Linked DNA regions of Triticum aestivum: region 2 is linked to region 1. Evidence: chromatin contacts called from public Hi-C data. All regions are on one chromosome and are shown on one strand. Each heading gives the region's core, a stretch centred on a gene start, on an enhancer-like site or on the middle of the called end of the contact. The rest is flanking DNA. Distances are from core to core; before and after follow the strand shown.

Evidence for each region. Hi-C and Micro-C count contacts between places; a contact is called where the count stands out from the background.
Region 2: a Hi-C map of leaf shows a contact between it and region 1, with 4 times the contacts expected there. The contact joins the promoter of LOC123093177 here to the promoter of LOC123093175 in region 1. A contact is called at or near these places in 2 of 5 Hi-C or Micro-C datasets (leaf and an unstated tissue).

Annotation. Positions count from the first base shown.
Region 1 is chr4B:543,167,092-543,171,436 of IWGSC CS RefSeq v2.1, reverse strand. LOC123093175 reads right to left here and starts at 1,781. Exons shown (of 5, transcript XM_044515083.1): 1 at 204-1,781; 2 at 1-79. The coding sequence starts at 557.
Region 2 is chr4B:543,427,540-543,431,884 of IWGSC CS RefSeq v2.1, reverse strand. LOC123093177 reads left to right here and starts at 1,783. Exons shown (of 5, transcript XM_044515086.1): 1 at 1,783-2,249; 2 at 2,527-2,627; 3 at 3,387-3,494; 4 at 3,571-3,672; 5 at 3,814-4,191. The coding sequence starts at 2,036. The coding sequence ends at 3,984.

The sequences.
Region 1 (4,345 bases), core at 532-3,031:
GGTGCAGCTGGAGCACCATCTTCTTGGGCTTCTTGTACTGGAACTTGGCCGCTATGTCGAACTCGTCCGTTCGATCGATCTGTATATGGCCAGGAGTGAGTTCATAGGCAAGAAAGAAAGAAACCAAGAGCATGCGATTCTATCGATGTGCACAGATGATAATGGTACAGTAGTATGTACTAGTACTATAGTTGAGTAGGAACCTTGCTGTCGCCGATTTGGAGCGCTCGCAGTCCCACCCGCGTCAGCCGTCTCCGGCCCTGATTCTTCACCGCTGGCGGCTCCTCCCCCTCTGGGCCGGCGCCTCTGTCGTCGGCGGCGGGGTCGAGCGCGGCTCGCATGGACGTGATCAGACGCAGGAAGGGCTCCCGGATCTCGAGCCCCAGCCGCGGCGCCCTGGCGGGGCCGCCGTGCTGGTACTGGCACAGCGCGCCTGCTCCGTCGCCATCCGTGCCGCCGGCGTGTTGGCCCAAGCCGGCGCCCGCGCGCTCCGACGGCGAGTCGGTGGAGTCCGTCATCTCGTCTGGCCGCCGGGGGGCGGTGCGGCGCCCGCTCATGGGAGGAGGAGGAGCGGGCGGGGGGAGGGGAGAAAAGTGGAAGCCTGCGTCGGCACGCTGGCGTAGACGTAGCGGCGGGCCGGTGTCCGGCGGGCGCACGAGTCGCCGACTTGCCGTGCTGCCGGCCGCGCGCCCGTGCGTATGTCTGTTAGGGCCGTTGCGAATTGGGATTGCGGTTGGTGCGGCTGCACTTTATATTAGTGGGGCCGGGGTATATATAGGTACCGTGTGACGGGATGACACGTCCTGTGAAGCTAAACTCGATCGAACGAAGAGCTGAAGGTTGGTAAGCTCGTCGTGGCCATCGCCAACCGAACTGATCTTGAGCTTAAGACTTGAAGCTAGCTTTTTCACCTAGACCGTGTCACGGCCAATGTGTGTCACCTCCGTCACACAACCACAACTCCAAAACCGAGCGGATCAGTGTGCACTCACCTTAACGCCAAGAGGAGTCGGCAAGTGGGTTGTAGGACCTGACCACGCCTAAGGGAAGAAGTCATGGAGGAACCGTTGACGACGTTGCATATCGCGTCCCGGATGCCGACGTCCTGAGAAGCAGCCCATACCAAACATGGCATTCAACATCCCCATTCCAAACGGCAGACACCGCGAGCAACTAAGAAAATGGCTTCATCAAGGGATCGCCGCCACCATTGTCAACTAGCAGCCTCTTTCTTGTACGGCTGGGTTATCGAATACGAAATGAGTTTTGAACATAACCTTCCTTCTGGGCTACTGGGTTTATGTTCTTAGAAATTGTGGAGTTTGACTTTGACTGAGTTAGAGCTATGGTTTGACGAGTGAGAAGGATACGTAGGAGTAGTAGGCGGAGCCACCCTAGGTGAGTAAGCAAGTTGCTTCTACTTGCTCATCATAGACCAACAAATCCATTTGAGAGTTGTCTTCCTTTGATGTTAGTGTTCGTTTCCTCTTCCTCGGTGTCTGTTTTCTTATTTGAGATCTTGCTTTTCATGGTTCTCATCTCTGTATAAGTCGCGACACCGCCAATCACACCTTGAAAATGGTTTCGCCCAACAAATGCTTCTAGAAATTGGTACATCTGAAATTTCTCGCATCACCTCATCAGGGAGAGAAAAAAAGATGCCAATTCCAATTAGGAATGTGATAGTGGGAGAAAGAGAGATCCACGGAACCGGACATCGGGTTTTCTCTGGTGCTCAAAGAGGGGCACCATCGTCCTATCCGATGAAACCTGACCGTTGCTATTGGTGAAAAAAACTTATGGTATTATGTATATCATCACCCTAGAAAATTTTCTTATTACTTTAGCCGATCTTAGAGCATCTCCAACGGCCGCGCGAAACGACGCGCGCGCGGGGTAAACGCAGCTTTTAGCGCGCGCGGGGCGTTTTGCCGCGCTCCAGCGGTGGCGGGATAATCACGCACGCGGGAACCGTTTGCGCGCTCGAAAAAAGGCGCCAGCGCGCGCCTCATTTTTTGCGCACCGCTTCCGGCGCGCTTATAAAGTGCAGCGTGCGGCACACGCCTCTCCACGCCTCCTCTTCTCTTCTTCCTCTCCCTCTCTGCCACGCGCCGCTCCAGCACCCCACCACCGACGCGCCTCCACCACCCCAGCGCCCCGCCATGCCGCCGCACCGCTGAGGAGCGTCCGGCTACCGCGGCGTCCGCCTGCGCCCCAACGGCGGCTACTACGCGGAGATACGCTCCGGCGATCTCCGGCTCGGCCTCGGCACGTACGGGACGGCGCGCGAGGCCGCCCGCGCGTACGACGCGGTGGCGTGGCGCCTGGGCCAGCCGCGCGGCCAGATGAACTTCCAAGACGTGTACACGCTCCAGCAGGCGCTCGACGTCGCCCCGCCGCCTCGTCTGAACACGGCACAAGACCGTGCGGAGCACGCCGAGCGGCAGCGCGGCCTCCTCGTCGCCCAGGAGGACGAGCGGGTCATGGCGGAGTGGCGCCAGCGCCACCCGGAGGACGTCGCCTACGAGCAAGGCTACTGGGCAAGGCGTCGCGAGGAGGACACGCAAAGGCGCCGCGAGACGCGGTTGGACAGGCGTCGGCGGAAGGCGTTGGCGAACGCGAAGACCGATCTCGTTGCAGCAGGTGGGAGGTCGTTCTTCACGAAGAACTATGATCGTTGGTTGGACATATGGCTATCAACCTTGGACGACACCGCCGAGGATGATAATGGTGATGATGATGATAGTGACTTAGAATAGTTTTTTATGCTATCTATTTAGTTTTCTATCGTTTGTCGTTTTTAAATTATGCAATCTATGTTTCCGATGTAAAATACCTTTGTATCGTTTAAAATCCTATGCAATCTATCTAGTTTCTATGCTTCCAATGCCTACATCCTAGTTTGTATAATGAGCGCGCGCTGCAATTTTTGCGCGGCTGCTGGAGGGGTGCGCGCGCTGCATTTTAGCGCCGCGCCAAACCAGACGATGGGTGCGCTCTAAAGCCATCTTTTACGCGCGGCGTTCGGCGGCCGTTGGAGATGCTCTTAGGATATACTGTATGACATATCCAGGTGCTACCACAAGTAATCGGAAGCAGAGCCTTTAGTACGTGCAATTAATATGTGCTGCTGTGTTCATGTTGATCAGTCCACCGTGGCCATCAGAGAACAGTTTTGGATCTTTGATAGTGTGCTTGAGCGGATACTACACTGCTGTCTTGGATGGCTGGGAAACGTATAGTTGGCCATCTCACGCTCAGGTTGCAGTAATTGGAAGTGCGCCGTGAAAGCTAAGACAATGATTTTTCTAAAACACTCGATTAATTCGTGCTATCCTTTTTGTCCTAACAGAAATTTAGGAGCACAGAAGAATTCAATAAGATGACGCAAATGTTCCTCATGATGGAAAAAATTGATCGGCCTTCGCCCAGTTTCAGGTATCACGGTTTCATAAGGGTATTTCTTTCACCAGGCTATGCATATTGCATACTGCATATTAAGAAAAAATACAGCATCAAGTTAAGTCACAACCATACAAAAGGAAAAATAATGTAATTATGTGTGATGTTATATTTCTGAATATGCCATGCCAAAATCGGAGACTGAATTAGGACTAATAAATTCATTCAGAAGTTGCTCCAATGGCAAGATCAAAATGACGAAAACTGGAGTGGCAAAAGAAAAAGAAAAAACTGAGTGCGAGATGGTCTTTTCCCTACTCCGTTTGGTCAAAAAGGAGCATTGACTATACAGAGTGGCAGACTGTGAAGCATTGTTAAAAGCTAGAGTGGCAACAGTGAAATGTCAAATTTAAGAGTGGTATAGGGAAAATGGACAAGAGCTAGAGTGGCAACAACAAAAAATTCCGACCGTCAGTAAGTGATGCTAGCACATGCAGTGGCACAAGTGTCTAAAACCCGGAATTAGTAATCGACATGTATATGCGTACGGTAATAAGAAGCAAGGTTTGAAATTTAAGAGTGGTATAGGGAAAATGGACAAGAGCTAGAGTGGCAACAACAAAAAATTCCGACCGTCAGTAAGTGATGCTAGCACATGCAGTGGCACAAGTGTCTAAAACCCGGAATTAGTAATCGACATGTATATGCGTACGGTAATAAGAAGCAAGGTTTGGTTGGTCGATGCAATTGCATCAGCAGTAAGAAATTCATGATATTATATTTTAATTATCATCCAGTGTTGCATAGCATAGTGGAGCTGTATAAAAACTACTAGATCAATAAATAAACAAACTAGTAGGTTGAAGGCATTACACAATCGACAACGAAAACACTAATTTCGAAAACATTCAGCCATCACCTTAGGCTTGGTTTAGTGTTGCTA
Region 2 (4,345 bases), core at 534-3,033, 260 kb before region 1:
CTGCCCCCGTATATAAAGGAGGGGAGGAGGAGGCCGGCGGCCAAGAGGGGCGCGCCATGGGGGGAGTCCTACTAGGACTCCACTCCTAGTAGGATTCGCCCACCCCCTTTCCTTTCTTCTACCAGAGGGAAAAGGAAGGGGAGGGAGAGGGAGAGGGAAAGGGGGGCGCCGCCCCTCCCCTAGTCCAATTCGGACTTGCCAGGGGGGCGTACGGCCACCCCTTGTGGCCCTCCTCTCTCTCCACTAAGGCCCATGTAGGCACAATACTTCCCCGGGGGGTTCCGGTAACCTCTTGGTACTTCGATAAAATATCCGAACCACTCAAAAACCATTCCGATGTCCGAATACTACCTTCCAATATATGAATCTTTACCTCTCGACCATTTCGAGACTCCTCGTCATGTCCGTGATCTCATTCGGGACTCCGAACAAACTTCGGCCACCCAAATACATAACTCATAATACAAATCTCGAACGTTAAGCGTGCGGACCCTACGGGTTCGAGAACTATGTAGACATGACCGAGGCACATCTTCGGTCAATAACCAATAGCGGAACCTGGATGCTCATATTGGTTCCTACATATTCTACGAAGATCTTTATCGGTCAAACCGCATAACAACATACGTTGTTCGCTTTGTCATCGGTATGTTACTTGCCCGAGTATCGATCGTCGGTATCCTCATACCTAATTCAATCTCGTTACTGGCAAGTCTATTTACTCGTTCTGTAATGTATCATCTTGTAACTAACTCATTAGTTACATTGCTTGCAAGGCTTATAGTGACGAGCATTATCGAGAGGGCCAATAGATACCTCTCCGATACATAGAGTGACAAATCCTAATCTCGATCTATGCCAACCCAACAAACACCTTCGGAGACACCTGTAGAGCATCTTTATAATCACCCAGTTACGTTGTGACGTTGGATAGCACACAAGGTGTTCCTCCGGTTTTCGGGAGTTGCATAATCTCGTAGTCAGAGGAACATGTATAAGTCATGAAGAAAGCAATATCAATAAAACTTAACGATCATTATGCTAAGCTAACAGATGGGTCTTGTCCATCACATCATTCTCTAATGATGTGATTCCGTTCATCAAATGACAACACATGTCTATGGTCAGGAAACATAACCATCTTTGATTAACGAGCTAGTCAAGTAGAGGCATACTAGGAACACTTTGTTTTGTCTATGTATTTACATATGTACTAAGTTTCTGGTTAATACAATTCTAGTATGAATAGTAAACATTTATCATGATATAAGGAAATACAAATAACAATTCTAGCATAATTCAGGATGCGAGAGGAATCGAGATTCTTCGATGAGGTCGAGAACGGAAATGACAGTCTTGCAGTTCCTCTCACGAGTGTTTAGAGGCAGAGCGCCGCCAAAATTTTAAGTCAGCGCGAGTACGTTTGAGAGCAGCCACAAGGGAAAGCGAGTGGTTTGAACAAGTGCGTTCAGGTAGATGATGGCACTTCGTATTTGAGTTGTCTTTCCGGCTTCAATCCTCTTTAAATTTGTCTGTGACTTACTCCGTATAAGGCAACAGTCAAATTAATATTTCTATGAAACTTTTGAAGTGTTTGTTTTGAATTTTGTTTCAAACTAATAAAGGGCGCAATGCAAACGAGCACATAATCCACTCTCCCGTTCCGCAAGCAATCCCTTATCCATTTCCGAGCACCACTGAATATCCACCCCTCGAGATCCCCGGCCCATCTCGGACTTTGACAGCCGAACCTTGATTTGTCGGTAGCATCAGCAGCGGATAAACCACGCCCACCGGCTCCAGGCCGATCCGGACCCTCCATCTCCACAAAACCAGCGCAGCCGACGGCCGCGATCCACCGCCCTCCTCCTGTGGCCCCGGAAAAGGCCCGCAAGAAAGGCACCGCGGCCGAGCCAAGTCCACCGCCGGGAGAATCCACGCCCACCACACCTCGCCCCCGCCGTCCCCCGATAAAAATCCGCCGATCCTTCCTCCCTCCCTCCGTCCGCGATCCCTCCCTGCCGCATTTCGAGCGATGGCCGACTCCGCCGCCCTCTCCTCCTCCCTCCCGCGCTCGCTGGCGTCCAGGAGGCCCCTCTCCTCCCCTCTCCGCGGCGGCGGGAGGCCCCGGTCCCCGCGCCGCTGCCGCCCCGGCTCGCGGCTGCGCGCCCGGGCCAGGAAGGGCGAGCCCGAGGACCTCTACGGGCCGTACCCGTGGGAGCAGCCCCTGGATCTCACCACTGGGTTCGGTAAACTCGCGCCCCCGGATCACTCTCCTGTTTGTTGACCCAGCGCTTCGACCAGTGATGTTTTCTTTATTCCGAGAGACAAGTGATATTCATGCTGCGGTCGCTGTTGCGTGCTTCGTGGGAAGAGATGGTAGTAGTTGGTAATGGGACAGGCGGCTGTGCTCATCGTTGGGCAGAATGTCGATTTGTTTCCTAGGGGGTTCTGTACTGTACTGATCTGTGTGTACCATGCCGTTGCGCCCTGACGGGTTCGATCTGCGTGTCTTTCTCCTGGCAGATATCGAGTGGGTGCAAGAGGATAAAATCACGCTCTTCACTTCCGATGGGCTTGTTCAGATAGGCGGTAACATGGTGCCTCGCCGAGTCACCGCTTCCGAGGTACTGAATCTTGTTGAGCTGGAACTACAAACCTCCCTCCTGCGTCATACTGAGCGAAACTATCTGAGCAGCTATATGTCAGATCCTTGTTACTAGTAGTATGACTAAAATGGAACTCCATTTCGGGACTGAGATGTTATGCATATTGCGAACACTGTTATTCGGTGTGCATGAATATGTAAGCGGTATATGCCGTCCTTCCGGTTTCCATGGAAATAACTTTGTGTTATTTCTATTTGTTCACTGTACCACAAAGTCCGATTCTATTTAGTTTGATCAGCCATGAATCGTTAACTGGAATTTATCTAACACCGGGAAATATGCGTAACTAGAGTTTCTATAACACTTGGAAATGTATATTAAACAGGGAATCATGCTTACACCTTTGGTTACTGCATTCGGGGCAATACCAATTTTATTGTGCATGTTAAAAAGATTCAGCTCTTTTCACATTTTACTTACGTTATCATGCAATAATAAAGCATATTTATCGGGAATCAAGACTGTAAAACCTTGAAAAGCAGCACCATATAGGAGTATATTTGAGCGCCATATTCATTTCAACCACTGTACTCACTGAATGCTAATTGCCTGAAAGCTTACAATATTTTTTTGTATCCTGGGAATATCGACTCAGCCATTTCTTTTTTGTTTTGTTGTGGATTCAAGCTTATTCATGCATACTTGCTGAAGTTGCTTTATCCTGGCGTCATCAATATTTTGTATGTCATCCTCATGTGTGTTAAATTTGGCCAGAAGAGGCAACAAAAAGGAAAAGGCAAACTCCGCCGGTTTCAGGAGAGCTCTTACATGGATCCAAATCAAAGTCTTTGCCTTGGAGCACTATTTAACATTGCAGCTACAAATGTAAATATTTCTTACCACTTATGTGTGTTTGATGTTTATGTTTTCGTATAGTAATACCATGTGATATATCTATCAGGGCCTAGACATGGGTAGAAGATTATGCATCTTTGGCTTCTGTCGGTCTATTGAAATGCTGAGCGATGTGGTAGAAGATACCGTCTTGGAGCATGGTGGCGAGGTACTTATGTTACCCCTGGAACTATATGTGCCTCTGTAATATTGACAATGTGCAGTCATTGGATTCCTCAAACTGCAAAATCAAAGCTTTATCTCCAATTGAACATCCTTTCAAACTTAAAAGGGTGCCATTTTTGTTCAGATTGTGACTGCAGAGAAGGCGAGTAGTGACGGCCTTCAGGAGAAGCTGACCATGTCGGTGGCGGTTCCGTTGCTGTGGGGCGTCCCTCCGGCATCGGAGACCCTCCATGTCGCTGTGCGAAGCGGTGGAGGCATCGTGGACAAGATCTACTGGCAGTGGGACCTGTTCTAAGAGCTCAGAGCCCCCAGACACTGGTTGACAAATAATCCACCCCACCCACACTGTATATATGATCCTTAACTGGCCTGGCTGCACACATTGTGTCAGCATGCAACTGTGTTCGTGTCCTTGTGCGCAACCAGCAACAAACATGGTGTATACCTGTACAGACCTGATTCCTCTGGTGCATATAAATAAATAAAAAGGGTTCCGAATTCACAGCTCATGTTCAATCTATTCCTGTTTTCGATAGCATTGCTGAATTGGCATCTGGAGTTGTGCTGGAGGAAAGCACTTGCACCCAATGGTAGGTGCTTTGAGTTTTATATCTGTTGACCTGGAGATTTGAGGTAACCGTGAGCACATGGCTTGT